Linked DNA regions of Hordeum vulgare: region 1 is linked to region 2. A link is a contact called in public Hi-C data. All regions are on one chromosome and are shown on one strand. The core of a region is the stretch at or near the end of the contact, and the rest is flanking DNA. Distances in the headings are between cores, read along the strand shown. Region 1 holds the start of LOC123444267. Region 2 holds the start of LOC123441862.

What was found. Hi-C and Micro-C count contacts between places; a contact is called where the count stands out from the background.
Region 1: a contact with region 2 is called in a Hi-C map of leaf, with 4 times the contacts expected there. The contact joins the promoter of LOC123444267 here to the promoter of LOC123441862 in region 2. A contact is called at or near these places in 4 of 6 Hi-C or Micro-C datasets (leaf and seedling) and 1 of 1 datasets of contacts at active chromatin or transcription factors (embryo).

What each region holds. Positions count from the first base shown.
Region 1 is chr3H:462,271,567-462,276,940 of MorexV3_pseudomolecules_assembly, reverse strand. It overlaps LOC123444267, which reads left to right and starts at 2,530. Exons shown (of 8, transcript XM_045120944.1): 1 at 2,530-2,733; 2 at 2,815-2,873; 3 at 3,168-3,336; 4 at 3,428-3,516; 5 at 3,886-4,018; 6 at 4,322-4,414; 7 at 4,525-4,627; 8 at 4,891-5,294. The coding sequence starts at 2,596. The coding sequence ends at 5,243.
Region 2 is chr3H:462,040,464-462,045,897 of MorexV3_pseudomolecules_assembly, reverse strand. It overlaps LOC123441862, which reads left to right and starts at 2,618. Exons shown (of 3, transcript XM_045118061.1): 1 at 2,618-2,648; 2 at 3,522-3,587; 3 at 4,550-4,842. The coding sequence starts at 2,618. The coding sequence ends at 4,842. It overlaps LOC123444266 (ras-related protein Rab7-like), which reads left to right. Exons shown (of 7, transcript XM_045120943.1): 7 at 400-757. The coding sequence ends at 463.

The sequences.
Region 1 (5,374 bases), core at 1,281-3,780, 230 kb before region 2:
GATTTTTTAAACTAGAGCATTGTTGGGAATTGCTCAAAAACTGCGATAAATGGACGTTGATTGACAGAGAATCCCCACCGAAGAGAGGTTCACTTACAGAAATGGATGAAGATGAATATGATGATGGCTCAAGAAACTTAAACAAGCATGATGGTGACAAAAAGGCAAAGGAGAAGATCAAAAGGAAACGCAAATCATCGACCTTGCGGGACAAGATAGATTCCATGCTGCAATCAAATGAGATATTGCTAGCGAAGTCTTTGGATGCAAAGATAGAGTTGGCCGATAAGAAGGCACGAGAGAACAAGAGAGGTGGAAATTGCTCAAGGAAGTTGAGGAGAGAAAAGCACGTGCCGCTGAGAACAAAACCATGGCCAACCTTCTTGTCGAAGAGAATAGGATCATGACTTTGAACCGCAATGACATGGACGACATCAGCAAAGAATGGCATGATATGACAAGGAGAGAAATCTTGAAGAGGAGGATGCTTGCGTGTTACAATGGTGGCGATGGTTTCTCCTAGGGAATCGAAACCGATGATTTCGATGTCGAAGTAGAGTGCCGGAGTAGGGACAAGTGCCGGCATAGGAACAAGTGCAGTCGATGGATTCAGGAGAGTCGATGGATTCGAGGGAGTCGATGGATTTGGGGGCGGCGATGAACTCGATGGTGCAGACTGAAGAACGAGGATGCATGAAGTCCTTTTCCGTTTGTCTTTCAAACTATGCTCTCATTTCGGGCACGAACTATGCTTCATTGTTTAAATTCGAATTCATTTGCCGGAATTGCTGTCAAATTCCAACTATGTTTTATTGCGTGGTTTTCCGGTTTGCGGGTCGACGCGGTGGTGTCCGAGCAGCCCCCGCATTAACGACCCGTATAATAGCATCTTCCCCAAAACGGACTCGTATAATAGCATCTCCACACCCCGCACCCTCCCCCGTAAAACCCATTTTTCGCGAACCGTAAACGGCTTTTGTGGGTCGACATTATACGGGGTCTGGAGATGCTATGAAAATAATAAAAAGAAAGCAGCGTCGAGCCGGATGAGAACAACAACGAGAAGAGGGTTTTTTGCACTGTTCTGATCCTCTCAATAATCTTTGCCACAAACTGAACTCGATCTGAAAGTATTTTACTATCTGACCCTTTTAGAAACGCCACAACCCGTGGCGTTGCTGCTGCATGTAGAAACGCCAGTCCAGTTGGGCGTTTCTCCTCCACATTCAAACGTCGAACTAGCTCACGTCTCTGATCCACATAGAAACGCCATGCTAACTGGCGTTGCTGCCCTTGCTGCCAACGCCATATACAACGGCGTTACTCCCTGCTGCCTCAAGTCAGTCGGTCACTGCGCTCCTCTCTCTATACACAATGTTTCTGTCCGCTCCATCAATATCCTCTCTCTCTCTTGGCTGCCTCTCGCAATCTCTCTGACAAAGGGAAGTCATAGTCGAGGAAAGCAGTCGATACTCTGTGTGGGTGACCGACATCAACTTCAATGCGCTCTTCCTCTGTCATTCCTCCTCCTCCCTCTCTCTCCAACTCTGTGGCTTCCTTCAGCCTAAGCCTTTGCTGGCCATCGCCCCACCTTGGGCAACGTGTTTTCACTGTGTATGCCGGTGTTAAAAGCCATTTTCCTTGACCACCCCCAACCCTAGCAAGACGATAATTCGTCATTAGAGCGTGTAGTAGGTTGTATATTTTGTATTAGGTCTTTTCTGTTGACTTTTTCCCCGTGTCCTTTACGGAAAGGGCAAAGGTGTCTATCGTCGTTTGGAGACTAATTAAACATGTTGCTGGAGTGGACATGTTGATGCACTGAGTTTCTTATTGGATGAGAGAAGGCGTATGAGAGAGCTCTCTCACGCTTGAGTGCAGCGTGTGTCCTCGTCTGAAGCATCGATTGAATCTCCTTTATCGTCCACGGCCGGTCGTCCTAGTCTTCGGCGGCGAAGCTGCTACCATCTCGCGACCGCTCCTGCAACCCAATTAATCCATCACCATCAAACTTGTAACAAGCAGCAGCATAGGATAAACAGATGCGAATATTGGTTGGTAGAGACGGACCATAGAGCGACGTTCGGTGTATTCTTGGGTGTACTTGGAGTCCCAGAAAACGGATGTGTCAACGCTGCACGACGATTTGCTGCTGCCGCTGCTGCGCCGACGACCGCTGCCGCGCCGACGACCGCTGCCGCGCCGACGACCGCTGCCGCATGCGTTTCCATATAAGGCAGAAATACCAAAGCCATTGGGGTTTCTTTATAGAGAGGCAACATGGTCTAGCTCAGCGTTTTAATGTGAAGCAGCAACGCTGTCTAGTTCGACGTTTCTAAGTTGGACAAAAACGTCACGGGCTGTGGCATTGTTAAAAGGGTCAAATCGTAAAATACTTTTATGTTTTTATTTTGCGTCAGCTGATAAGGTCAGAACAGTGAAAAAACTCGAGAAGAGCAACGCCAACCACAAATCCCAGGAGCCACGCGGCCGCTACGCGAGCCACCGCCCCGTCCCCGTCGTCGCGTGGCAAACGAGCCAAGAGACGCCGAGTCCACCGCGTCCTCCCACGCACGCTGGACGCTTCCCCTCAGGATGCTGCTGCGCCTTCCGGCCGCCCGCCCCGCACCGTCCGCAGCTCGATGGAGGCTGGAGCGGGTGCGGGCCCGGCCGGCAAAGCTGCCCCGCCGAGGGCACGCCGCCGCTTCCTCGGCTGACGCCACCGGAGCGCCGGTACGTGGTAGTCCTCGTTCGCTTGGAAGCCTTTTGGGTTCTCGCACTTCATAGCTGTTGTTATTCGTGCCATTGCTGCAGCTCCACTACGACCCGTTGGCCGACCTTCTCGGCCCAGATGTCGGCCCCAGCCCATCGCAGTAATGTTTCCCCCTTCGCTCGCATTCTCGTCATGTGCCCAATTGTTGTTCATGAGCGTTGGAGGCCATTGTGGATTTCAGATGATGTTGGAATTGACACAGTTACGAGGGAGGGGGCGGGAGAGGGTTCTTCAGTCTCACTAGCTTGTAGACCTTCAGGGTTACCTAACACTTCAACAATCTAACTTCCTAGGAGATTGTGCATTCGCCATGGATACCATCAAAACCATTGAGAATTGGAGATTTGTTCTTGTGCTGTAGCTACTTGTTGAAAAGAGTATTTTTCGGTTGCAGGAATACTGCCCCGGTTGCCGAGAAGGGGAAGCTGAGATCCTGGGTTGGTCCAAATGGGCAATACTATCGAGAGCTGCCTTGCCCTAACTGTAGGGGTAGGGGATACACCCCTTGCAAAAAGTGCGGGATAGATAGATCCAGCTTGGACTGCTCTATGTGCAATGGCAAGGTGAGCCTTCCCGGCCTCTTGTAAATCGCCCTGAAAGTAAATATGTGCACTTCAGGAATTTATCAGCTTATTGTTGTGTGTGTATATCTAGGGGATTAGGATGTGTACGCAATGTGGTGGAGAATGTGTGATATGGCAAGAATCTATTGATGAACAACCATGGGAGGAAGTTCGGTCTAGGTGATGTTTGTTCTGCATCTCTTCCATGTGTCACCTTGGCCATCTCATCAATTAGCTATTGTTTTGTCACACTGCTTGTCAAAAGATCTCCTGTCGAGAAATCTCTTTAATGGTTTGATTAGAACAGTTCCCATCAACATCAGCAATTTTAAGAACAGACACAAATATGCAATTCCCGTTGTATTAAAAGAAGTAATGATAGATGATAGGGCTTTTTACATAGTGATGAAAAAAGGTATCATTTTGGATTCCCGCCGTAGATGACTGTATGTCATATTCCAGATGCAACATACTTAGGTTGTTGCAGAAGGTGTGAAAAAAGTGCTGTTGAATCATTAGAGTAAGAATATTGTGCTTTCCCCTATGCAGTTCTCCCTTGAAAGTAAAGGAAGATGATGAAGTCGACAAACTAGAGATAAAGATCAACACCTCAAAAAGATCGAAGCGTACTTATCCATCACCATCCCCGGAAGTTGCCATGAAGATTAGCCGGTCTTTAAGAGTAAGTGGCGCTTTCTTGAAAACTAAATTTATATGCTATAGGCTTCTTGATATGGTTAGTGCTAGTGTGGTATATGATACTATAATTTTCCTACTAATAAACGCTGTTCATATGCAATCTGTTACACATGTTTTAGTCTTATTACACTAGATCCCTGCATACCTAACAGTTAAATATTGAGCCCTGTTATATCTAATTCAGTTTTGAAATATAAAATATACCAGCTTTGCAAACTTTTTTTTAATTTTCTGAAGATCTATAGTTGCTTTTGGCTTTTAAAAAGCTTAATAATAATAATTGCAGAGTCTGAATGCTAAAACAGGATTGTTTACTAAGCACATGAAGATTATACACCAAGATGCCAAATTGCATGCTCAAAGAGTTGCTGCGATTAAGGTAATAAGATATCCTGGCAATTGTTGCAACTGTATGTTCTTGTTCAATACAAGCAATTGAGCTGGCACTGACAGCGATCTATTTCCTCCCCTCTGTGCCTTGACTCGAAGAGAACAAAAGGTACTGCTGCAGCAAGAAATCATGCTTCTGAAAAACAAAAGGTATTCTTCAGGGATCCTGAGAATCGGTTCAAGAGAAGCATTGCCATGAAAGGTAACTGGATTTCCTTTCCTTCAGAGATAATTTTCACAATTTCCTCAATTTGTGTCAATTCACAAAGTTTGGCTGTTTCTAGTCAGTTGGCTGTTGGCGATATGTTCTTAGTTAGTACATTTATTATGCTCTTCATTTTTAGTTTAAGTAGTAGTACGAGGATTAGTTGTCGTCTTATGCCATTACTTTTTTTTCACCTGGATTCCCACCAAAATGGAACTTGCGATTAACTTGAACAACATCTGGCACCTGATGCTCCGCAGGGGTGAAATTTTACTGCAGTAAATGCGGGGAAGAAGGACATAGAAGCTTCTATTGCCCAACAGTGAGGGAAATTTCAGCCAGAGTGCAATTCAGATGCCGGTTATGTGGGGGAAAGGGACATAATAGCCGAACATGTGGAAACCCAAAGTCAGAGAATGAACATGAGCGCCAACCTCGGCACTGCAGCCAATGCGGTGAAAAGGGTCACAACCGTCGGAACTGCCCTGGGTTACCGCAACAGAGTATTAAGAAAGTTAACCGTGCTAATTCAGGTATTTATTCATGTAGCTTCTGCAAAGAGAAGGGGCATAATAGACGGACATGTCCGAAAAGAAATGCTAGCTTAGGATAATGAAACTGTGAGCAGTTGGAAAAATATATATACCAAGCTGCATTTCGATCATATGGAACATCTACCTAAGGATCACTTCTTCACAGGTCCAGTGAACGCAGTTGCCTAAAGCTATTTTCTGTGCTTCCAAC
Region 2 (5,434 bases), core at 1,369-3,868:
CTGCATTCTGTTATATATCCTCTATGGACGATTTTTATTTAAACAGTTGCTTAGATGTCCTGTCTAAGGCTTCTGACAATCTTAAGTTTTTAGTATGAATGTGTATAAGCTTCTGTTCATGCTTGTCCATTACTTCTATGTTTTTTCAGACGCTAAGACTGTCAATGTGCATCACAGCTCTTAAAGGAAACACTGTTTTGTTAATTGATGTGCTGAACCTAAGATTGTTTCTAAGATGACACGTAACGACATAAAATATGCACCTCTTTGAAATCTAACAATTAGCTTGTGCTTATTATTAATGTGTCTCTATCTAGGTTTAACAAAGAAAGAGCAGCTGTTACACCTAGTGATGTTGTATTTTGGTTGCTTACAACCTTTTTCTTTTCTGCTGTTCAGCTACTTCCAAACAGTCGCAGATCCTGTCCCCGAGACTGAACAGAGAGGCGGGTGTGCATGCTAGCGTTTAGCCGTCTTTGTCCTTCCAGATTTTGCCTGCTGTGTGTGGTATTCTTTTTAAGTGATGCTCGGCATTCCTTTTGAGTTGACAATGTACACTAGGGTGCCTATGCATCCACTCCATTCACTTTTGTAACCCATGTAAGATAGTTAGCAACTATGGCTTCGGTTCACCGAATACTGATGAGCAGCCCGCCCTGTTTCTTGAGTCGGCAATAAGAGTGCAAAGTGGTACTACTGATACAATTTGGGATATGGCCTAAGCCTCAATTATATTCATGCAGCTGTAACTTATTGATGTCCAAAGCGTTGATTTTGGTTGAGTTGGGCATAATTCTTCTATCTGAGCCAAATGTTAATGTTTCGAAATATTTTGCTTGTGAGTTAGCATACCAGACGTCCATTTCAGTGTTAAGTAATCCAGGATGAAGGGAGTATTTTTTTTAAATTTAATGTATATAAACATGTTTGGCGTGTTTGTTCATTCATTTCAGTAAGATGTACTCGTTCATGTCAAAATATCCAAAACATCTTATATTTATAAACGAAGAGAATATTAAACTAAAGATAATAAACAAGTTTCCTGCACAATTGTGAGGGACATGTTGCTAGTTTTCTTCTTGAATTTCTGCTTCAGCTACCTAATAAACCACTTCGTGATTTCTGTATGCCGATGATTTCAGCTACTCAAAACCCTCTACTTGCTCTCATCCACCTTGAGCTGCCCGATGTAGTTTTTCTGTATGCCGATGATTAGGGCATCTTCAACGCCGAACCGACTGATCTCGCGGTCCGGCGAGGTCCGGACATATTTTGCCATCCAACGCGGTCCTGTGTTAGATTCATTCGATGGTTTGGACGCATTTTCCCCCTGCAAACCGCACACAAACAGTGGGGAGGGGGTGTGGGTTAGACTGCTGCCACGTCCCCGTCTGACTTAGCTGGCCCACGAAGAAACCTCCTCCCTTGCCTGTGTGATTTCCCGTCCAAAGCCAGCTGCCTGCATTTATGACGGTTTAGAGTGGACGCAAGAGCGCCGCCTGTTGTGCCACATTTTTTCTCCGCGTTGGAACGACATTGGTTTACTCGCCTACTACCATTTAACCAACGAGTGTGTCAAGGAACCTACTCCGGCGCCCCGAGCGCCACATGTCCGTTCATGTATCGGTTGGCATTAAACGCCTCTCTAACTAGCTCCTTGCATCCGTCCTATATAAGTGTGGCCAGGCCAAACAAGAACTACACCCCACCTCCGCTCTCTCCATGTACTCCTTGTACAACACCCTCATCGCCTATGACGAGCAGAAGAGTTCTCCGACATTGAAGCGACCTAGGTTGCCCGGCGAGCCAGCTTGATAGAAGTTGGCTTGCCGGCAAACCCTCTAGATCCGGCGCCACCACCATCGACATCGCCACCCCTTCCTCGCCCGTCTAGGCTGGCCAATGCCTTCTCTCGGCAAATCCGATGCTAGCAATGGCGGCAACGCTTAAGACAGGTGAGGAAAGAAGCCATGTCGGTGAAGGAGGACGGCATGTCCGCGACGACCACAAACAATGAGAAAAAGTAGATCATGAGAGGTGACCGCAGCTTGGGTCCCAAGAAGGCCACCGCTACTGCGTCACCGGGGTACACAACCGGTGTTTTGATTGGTAAGCGGAGGCGTAGACAACGGCGACCGCCTTCCCCCACCCGAAAATCAACTCTGGTTCGTGCTTCACGAAGATGAAGGGAGGCTATTTTCCCCCTCTTGCTGAAGCATATCCCTCCAAGGCTTCCAACACTCCAATGAGGGGGGCTATGGTACATGGGCATGACATGTCATGGGAGGAGAGATCCCCGCACCAGCATTAGACTAGGTTTAGCCTAGTCCAGTATAGTAAGTTAAAATATGTACAAAATGTAAATATTTTCGTCCGACTTGAATGAAAATCATCTCATTGCATGGAATTTGCTCGGTTTGTTTAAACTTGTTTTGAAATGTATGTGAATACATTGTATGGTTGACTTTTGTATCTGTGTTCGCGGACTGGTCCTCACCTATCCATAAAAGGATGCGGTATCTGATTTATGGGTGAGCGTTGGATATGCTTGCCGTGTTGGCCTGCAAATTTGCTCCTGCATCCGTCCGTGGATAGGGGGATCAGTCCGCGAACACGGATGCGAAAGCCAGCCACCGAACACTTCCCAGGTACATTTCAACGACTGTTTAAACAAAACATGAAATTTATGCAAAACGGCTGGTATACATACAAACCAAAGCACATACCTTATAGTTTGGACATTTTTATATTTAAAAACATATCCTAAGGCGCCGTTGATCGTCGATTTTCTTTGTATTCCATATCGACGACCTTGTCCTCATCCGGCGCAGGCGGCTCTCTCGACCGTCGCACCGCTTTAGTACCAGTGCTAGTGAGAGGTCGTGTCCGCTCTGGACCGGCGTCAATGCAAAGTGACCGCTCTACAACGATATGAATGCGGACAACTGGAAAAAGGGGGGAACGTGTCCGAACATGGATGGAGGGTTTTCGATGGGCCATGATAGTTAGGAGCGGGCATGGCAGCGGTCCGGACAACCACAAAGCCCATCCTTCACTTTGTCTCTGATTTATACGAAAAAAACTCACATCTGGACCGGTCAACGGATAGATGCAGAACCGTGTTGGATGGTTTTCAGGATTTAAACCGCGCGATCGGAATATATATGGACAGTTTGAGAGTCAGTGCCGTTGTTGATGCCCTTAGCATGTACTATATGGAATGGAAGCATCCCCTAGCCTAAACCTGAGGAGACGAGACCTCTGCCTTGCAAAGTCATCCTATTTATTCTAAGAATAACTCCTCCTGCACAATATTCTTGCACCTGTAAATTTTTGATATTCATATACTCATTTCCAGTGTATCGTCACTGCACCCACAGATTGTTTCTCTCCAAAACTCGATGGCGAAGCAATCTCTTGCTGGGAAACCATAGTGCAAGGGCCTTTCCCTGGTCCTCGAAGATATGGTTGACGTCGGTGGTGGTCACAGTCTCAAAGATGATGTCTCAATGGAATCGCAGGAGCACGAGCTTACATACGCCGTCTTCCCGGATCCTGCTGACCTGGTGGCTAGAAGGTTCAGAAACGCTAGCTAGCCAGCTAGTGGATATGGCTTTTGACTTTTCGATGAGAATCTTCGCCCCCAACCCCATGGACGTTTCCTCACAGGTCAACTTTTTTCGCACGTTGCCACCACTCTTCACCCCCCGACTATAATCAGCTGCAATTAAGTTAAAGCTGAGGAAGTACATCCATTTAAGCGTCAACAAATCTCGGATGGTGGAAGTACTGCTGAATTGGGGGAAAAAAAATCTTTGCCGAAAGGTACGTACCCGTGTACTAAAGCAGTGTAGCACAGTAGTAGGAGCGTGCAGTAGATTGGGCTAGATCCGGAGTTTGGACCGAGTGAGGCCCTTGTGAGGTGCACACGTGCTTGGACCGCGACGGAGACTGACTATTCCGGGACGCCGGCGAGAGGAACCGGACAGAAATAAAGCTCTCTCTGTTCCTAAATAAAAGACTTTTAAAGCTTTTAATACAGCGAGTACGAATTACATACAGATGTATAAAGATATATTTTAAAATATATTTATTTTATTTCGTATGTAGTTTGTAATGAAATTTTTAGAAACTTATATTTAGGAACAGAGGAAGTACAAAGGTAGCGGCATGCACTAAATAAACACAAGCGGCATATTGAAAGTTCTTGAGCTTGTTGGAAAGATTCTACTCCTAGCTACCTGGGGGCAAGACCTAAAAAGAAAAGCTACCCGGGGCCAGCTTTTTTTTTTGCAGTAGTTTCGGTGCTTGTCCTCTTTAGAGCATCTCTAGTGGATCTTCTATATGGACATGTATAGTAAATATACATAATCCCAGCTGTTTTTTATTGCCCAGCGACTCCGAACGACTCGTGTAAACGGGGGTGTAAAATATCCACGTCCAGCCACGACGGTACGAGGCGTGGAAACAATCACGACCAAGCCACGCTCGTGAACTCGCCTGCCCGAGGCGGCAACACGCAGCGCCTGGGCGGCGCGCGGCACGTGGGGTGTGCGCGCGCTCGTGGCGGCGCCGGGGCGGCTGCTGGCGCGGGCGCGGGACGCGTACGTGGGCGGCATGCTCGCGGTGGCGCGGAAGGCGTCGGCCACGGCGCTGCCCGGCGGCGGGCCCGAGGGCATCTGGGCCAGGCGCGTGCCGCGGCGGAAGCAGCTGCCGCCGGCCACGGCTCGCGCGTCCGAGTTCGAGCAGCGGCTGGTCATGGAGATCTACAAGTCCATCGTCGCCTCCAAGGAGCTCACCACCATGCTCCACTCCTCCACCGCGCACCTGCAGGCTTCTTGATATATTGGTGGATGTGAAGCAAGGGAGTTTTAAAACTGAGTGTGACTTGAAAACTTGCTGGTACTGACCCGTATTTCATTTTACGTGCTATTCATCTAGAAGAAGCTTCAACGATAAGACGCGACGTAGTTGAATTGAGTTGAGTTTCCATTTTCTATGTTTTTACATGAGTTGAGTTTCCACTTGGCGTCATTATGGTCAGAGCATTTCTAATCCGTTGAATCATTTGAATAAACGAGCTCAGTTCTTCTGCATGAGTACGAGAGACTGTGACTCTTTATCTCATTGCGTCAAAAGTGCATCTTTGTCGATCAGTTTGTCGCTCCTCTTCAACTATCATATTATGCATTATGACACAAGCTTTTATTACATCACTGATTTCTTTACGTTTTCATCATTTTGAAAATATAGCCATTGAAAATATAGCCGTTTGAATATACACGTCCTAATTTACACGTTCCACTGAAAAACTAGAACGTGTATAATTTAACAACGTGTATATGAACGTGTATATGAAGATATACACGTTCAAATTTACACCATCCACTAGAGATGCTCTTACGGGAGCCGAGCGGCCACTAGTTTGTTTCAC